Linked DNA regions of Mus musculus: region 2 is linked to region 1. The links are chromatin contacts, called in public promoter capture Hi-C maps. All regions are on one chromosome and are shown on one strand. Each heading gives the region's core, a stretch centred on a gene start, on an enhancer-like site or on the middle of the called end of the contact. The rest is flanking DNA. Distances are from core to core; before and after follow the strand shown. Region 1 holds the start of Lsp1 (lymphocyte specific 1). Region 2 overlaps Gm39116 (a long non-coding RNA gene).

Region 1 (2,795 bases), core at 155-2,654:
AGGCCACAGAAAGTTCATAGATTAGTGGCTGGAATGCACCGATAAGGTGCCTGGATGGCGAGGCCCTGTGACAGACATAGGAACCAGTGAAAACCTCTTAAGAGGTGTCAGGACAGAAGTGGCATAACTCTGTCACCTGCCAAATGCATTCCCAGCCACTTATCAACAGAGCACTTAGGAGGGTCCCAAGGAAGCAAAGTGCAAAAGGAGAGAGAGAGGAGGCTGAAGAAAAAGCAGGCAGGTGTCCTGCCCAGTCTGCTGAACAATACTCACTCTTCCTGTTGCCCCCTCCTCAGGACTGGGATAGAGTAAGCAAGGCTTTGCCTCCACTGGACCATGTGGATAAGAAAGGGCTCCCTGCAGTCAGGCAGGCTTGCAAACACAGGTCTACCTCTAGATGATACTCTACAGCTTCTACTAAGTTTCCCAACACCCTAAGGCTCTCTTGCCTTTCTGCACTTCTCCTGTAAGACCTCATAGTGAGATTTCCGAGGTCACTCATTGCCCAGTGCTGGGAAATAGGGCACTGGCTCCTTTCTTTCTATCTCTTGGGTCAGCAAGCTTCAAAGAGAGAGTCTCTACCATGTTGTGGCTGCCTCAACTTGGCCCAGTGACACTTTAGCCCAAGTCCCGGGACTTTGGGATCTGGCTATCACATTCCCCATCATTCCTTTATAGTCCCTTTGGTTCCCTCCCAAAAGCCTCAGTCCTTCCTCTGGTGCTGCCTCTCAGGAGAACCCATGACCCACCCCAGCATAGCTGGGAACATCAACCGACTCTTCGACTGGTTCCAAATGCCCAGAGCACAGAGGCAGGATTAGAGAGAGCTGATGGAGCAGGGAGACAAGAGCGTCCAGCAGCTAGGAATGGAGACAGATAGAGACAAGCTCTAGAACCACAGACTAGGGGAGCACCACATGTGGGACCCTGGACATGGCTGGGGAGCAAAGGCTAACTAAGAGTGTCCAAGGCCATGACCTTGAAGCATCAAGAACTAGTTCCACCATGTTCATTGAGCACACTTGGAAGCACAGAAGATTTCCATGCAAAGCAATTGAAAGCAGTCCACGGACACTAAAGGGACCATGAATTCTGGACATTGTGGGAGACATAGCTACTCTCAGGTCTATGGACCAGAGTTGCAAGGAGTAGCCTTACTCACCTCTACCCTCAGCCCTTTTCTGTCATTCCAGGAGGCTATAGCTTGCTTGCTCAACACTTCCTGATGAGTGGTTTGGGTTTAGTTGGTTTTTGGTTTTTTGTTTTTTTGTTTTGTTTTGTTTTGTTTTAACTCTTCTTCTGTTGCAGCAACATAGGAAAAAAAAAAAAAAAACCCAAGCCCCATAGGTTTCAAACCTCAACCTGCTACAGGAAGGAGGAAGTGAAACCTGGGGCGGGAAGGGTGGGGGGCTGAGGCTCTAGGCCACCGCCCATCTACAGAGAAACACCAGGAGCCATAACAAGTGCACCCACACCGAAGACACCAGGCCCATGGCGGAGGCTGCCATCGATCCCAGATGCGAGGAACAGGAAGAGCTCCATGCAGAAGACAGCGAAGGGTGAGTTCCACTATGGGCAGTTTGCTTTGTGCCAAGTGCTGAGTAGGCAGAATCTCAGATAGGACTTAGATAGCCTTCAGAAACCCTCTCTTACCAGAGAGGTGTGTATCTCCTCTATCTCCCTCTGCAGCTTGGCCTAACTGGGAAAGGCTATCTTCCTGGCTAGGGTTCATAGCCAGAATAGAGAAGATGGATGCTTGGTGTGGAAGGGACTGGGAGTGGCTGGATATGGCCTGAACAGCAGGAGAGAGCAGTAGCTGTGTTGGGAGAAACTAGGCCTAGGAATCCTGACCTCATGCACCTATAGGCTTGTCTGAGGGGTCTGGCCTGCCTTAAGATACTGAGAGGTGACCAGGCCTCAGGGGTTCCCAAAGCTGCTATGTGAGGATAGAGAAGGTCAATGGTGTCTTATGGACCAGGCACTGTTGTTAAGTACAGTGGGTATGGGAATGAACATTGGCAAAGGTAAAGGGGGCCACTGCCCTGCAACAGACAGGGCTGGGCAGAGGCCTTTAGGCTGTCAGCTGCTTAAGGGCATCTGCAATTTAAAGGGATGTGAAGGGTGTTCCCTGTCTTTCCTGTGTTGGGTCATAAGGTGGGGGTGGGGGTAATGAGAAGGGAAGCTGTTAGTGGGTAGACATGGAGACCAAGCCAGGCCATTGGTGCCTGCCCTGCCCTGTCCCAGGAACAGGTCTCAGAAGAGGGTGTCAGGTCTTGGGGACAGGTCAGAGGCTAGCAGCCTCATGGGAGCAGGATGTGGGGGCTGCGGTCCAGGTGTGTAAGAGGAAGGGGAAGAAAGAGGTAAAACATAAAATTGCTACCGGAGCTGCCAGGCTGCCAGGGAGAGTGTGACTCTTAGGGTTCAGCCACAGGCTCAAGGAGATAAGGCCCACCTTAGCAGGGGTTGCAGGGTCTCTGCAGTTCGCAAGCCGGACGCCAGATCTTGGGCAGGAACAGCAATTCCTCAATCCTTATCAATGATAATGGGAAGAAACCTCACTTTGAGGGGTGCATGTTGGGGGGTCTCCACACTATTGCTTTGCATTTGGACCCTGGTTAGAAAGTTGTCCAAGGAACCCTCAGGCTAGGAAAGGAGTCTGAGGCTAAGCAGAGACTGGCCTGGTCTGGGTCAGCACCCTTGTGCCAGCCTTGGGATTCCAGGGCCATGTTGTTCCCAGAAAGGCTCTATGAAGTCTGTCTCCTGGGAAGGGGGACATGCATCGTGACATCCCAAGA
Region 2 (2,795 bases), core at 181-2,680, 250 kb after region 1:
ATGATGACCAAGTTGCATGTTTGCTACATATGAGCAGGGAGGCCTCGGTCCAGCTCAGGTATGTTCTTTGTGATGTTTCAGGCTCTGAAAGTCCCAAAGATCCAGGTTTGTTAACTCTGTTGGCCTTTCTGTGGAATTCCTATCCCCTTTGGTGCCTGCAATCTTTCCTCCTATTCTTCCATAAGAGTCCCAAAGCTTCATCCATTGTTTGGCTGTCGATGTCTGAGTCAGCTGCTGTGGGTGGAGGGGGGCTCTCAGAGGACGACATGCTCTTGTCTGCAAGCATAACAGAGTATCATTAATAGTGTTAAGGATTGGTGCTTGCCCATGGGATGGGTGTTGCAGTAAATCTTTAACTCCAATAAGCTCCTGCAAAAACACACAACTCGGTGACACTTTCCTTAGATTTTCTTAGTGCTAACACATCCATGGGTTGCCATTCGAGTTCCTGATAACCCTGTGGATGATCATCGTCTGGAGGTCTTTGTTGTATATTAACTGGATAAACAAAAGCTTATTTTCTAATAGCCTTTGGTTGGCTTTCTCTAATTCTCTTGTCTCTACCTGAGTATTTTCCTTAATTGAAAATTTAAATTCCTCCCTTAAGGTCTGTGTTTATGTCTCTCCTTTTGTTGCTCTTCCTGTTCCTTGAGTTCTTGCATTCTCTGTTCAAGGTTCGGCTTCCACATTTGAAAACCTTCTTTATGTTGTAATTCTGTTATTGTAGCATCTACCTTATTTTGATCTACTAGTTTTAGTAAAGTATCCTCTTGACTCTGCTTCCAAATTTTGTCTCTATCTCCTTGCTGTTCAGTCTGACCTACGAAATTCTGTATCTTTTTTTCTAGTATCTTTTCTAGCTCCTGTCTCCAACCTTTCTTCTCCCCTTTCTGTTGCTTATCTTGACCTATAAAATCCTGAACCTTCAGTTCTAGTGTTTCCTCCAGGCTGTGTTGCCAAGTTTTATCTCTCTGTTGCTCAGTTTCATCTATAAACTTCTCTAGTGTCTGCTCCAATCCCTTTCCTAAGGCATGTAATGTTTTATCTAGGGCCCAGTCTTTGAGAAGATGTAGTAAGTCAAGAGAATAAATATTGCACTAATGTTAAATGACAAGGTTTCTATTTCCTTTAAACCCATCCCTGTCGAACCATTCAAAATATCATCCCATAAATCCCAACTGTGGTATTTATTGTGTTTCTCATTTTTAAGTATCATTTACATGAATATATATCTTTATTATCAATTTATAATTTGTATTACCTGTTCCAGAGCCCTTTGTACCTTTGTCTCCCTCTGCTGTTCAATTCAGGACACTGCAGTCCTCTCGGATTCTTTTGTTTGCTGGGAGGGGCTGACTGTAGAAAGACCTGCAGCTTCTGTGCTTCTGAGCTGGCTCTGTCTTGGTTGGGGTTGCAGCTGGCACCTTGTGCGCTTATCTCAGGCAGTCTGCAGCACAAGCAGACGGGAGAGCGGGTCTGGCTGTCAGGTGTCCTGTGTAGACTCGGGGCTTATGGGGGAGCGAACATGGAAAGGCTCGGGAGGAGATGCCCCAATCAGCTCACTGTGTCTATCAGAAAACTACCTTGCAGTCAGTTGCGCTCCAGGGTCCCCCTTCCATCTCTGGGAATCAGCATTGGCACTCCCCAAGTCCAGCTCCAGGCTGGGGTGCTGCCCCTGGCTGTAGCTGTCTGCTGGGGGGTTGGGGAGGGAGCCTCTCTGTGGCTCTCTGTAGACCCCTCAGACCCAGTCAGCTTTTAATCCACACACTGCTGCAGCTTTAGATCTGCTCAGCTTTTTATTTTGGGGGGTGGGGTGGGGTGGGGAGACAGTGGACTTTTATCTCAGACTAGTTGGGTTCTAAGCAATAAGATGGACACCAATTCTCAAGTTGGGCAGGTTATTGGTTGGCCCCCTACCTGTCTACAAATAATTTAGGCAGGGGGAGGGAGCAGACAAGATAAAATTTGGGTTGAAAGTTGTGTGGGTGGGTTGGTGTCTCTATTGCTCCACTGGGGTTCCTGTAGGGCTACAGGAGATGCCCTCTTTAGGTTCCATATTCTCAATGTAATGAGTTCCAACTAAGATCATCCCATTGATTCTTGGGTACCTCCCTTACCTAAGGTCTCTGTCTCCTCCCAAAAATGCCCCCTCCATTTACATCAGTTGCAGATTTCCATTCATTTTTATGGCCATATAGCCATCTCTCTTGTTCTTCCCCACACCTGATCCTGAATTCCCCATTCCGTTCCCCATACCCCCTCCCTCTAAGTTCCCTCCCTCCATCTGCCTCTTATGACTATTTTATTCCCTTCCTACCAACTGGTTCTATTTTGTCATGCTATCTTCTTCACCTCTTCTCTCTATCATGAGAACCATTGTAAATGTGACACAGGTACTAGATTGCTTTTGCCATATCCTTCCAGTCTTGGATTATTCTATTTTTAATATCCAAAGAAGTCACGGTTTGTTTACAAATGGTGAATGCATCCCAAAATTGTGACACTTTCCTTGAATTTTCTCAGTTCTAACACATCCATGGGTTGCCATCTGAGTTCCTGATAATCCTGTGGATGATCATTGTCTGGAGGTCTTTGTTGCATGCTAAACAGATAAAAGCTTGTTTTCTAATAACCTTTGGTTGGCTTTTATCTTCTGCTTCTACCTGAGTCAAGCTTCCTCACTGGGTTTTCCTTCTTGTTTAGCTTCTTTGGGTCTGTCCGAGTATAACATGGTACCTGTATTTTATGGCTAATATGTGCTTATAAGTGAGTACATGCCATGCGTATTCTTTTAA

Evidence for each region. Promoter capture Hi-C pulls out the DNA fragments that hold promoters and counts their contacts.
Region 2: a promoter capture Hi-C map of cranial neural crest shows a contact between it and region 1. The contact joins the enhancer-like site here to the promoter of Lsp1 in region 1. A contact is called at or near these places in 2 of 39 promoter capture datasets (cranial neural crest and liver) and 2 of 9 other capture datasets (adipose tissue and pancreatic islet).

The regions. Positions count from the first base shown.
Region 1 is chr7:142,459,408-142,462,202 of GRCm38.p6, forward strand. Lsp1 (lymphocyte specific 1) reads left to right here and starts at 1,405. Exons shown (of 11, transcript NM_001136071.2): 1 at 1,405-1,559. The coding sequence starts at 1,492.
Region 2 is chr7:142,713,576-142,716,370 of GRCm38.p6, forward strand. Gm39116 (a long non-coding RNA gene) reads right to left here. Exons shown (of 3, transcript XR_870062.1): 3 at 222-276. Among named protein-coding and RNA genes, the nearest start is that of Gm39116, 28 kb to the right of the region's middle. Within about 2 kb of position 1,431, at least 19 of the 459 cell types and tissues checked have an H3K27ac peak or open chromatin away from gene starts, as enhancers often do. A contact at or near this core is called in pancreatic islet, where this site is marked.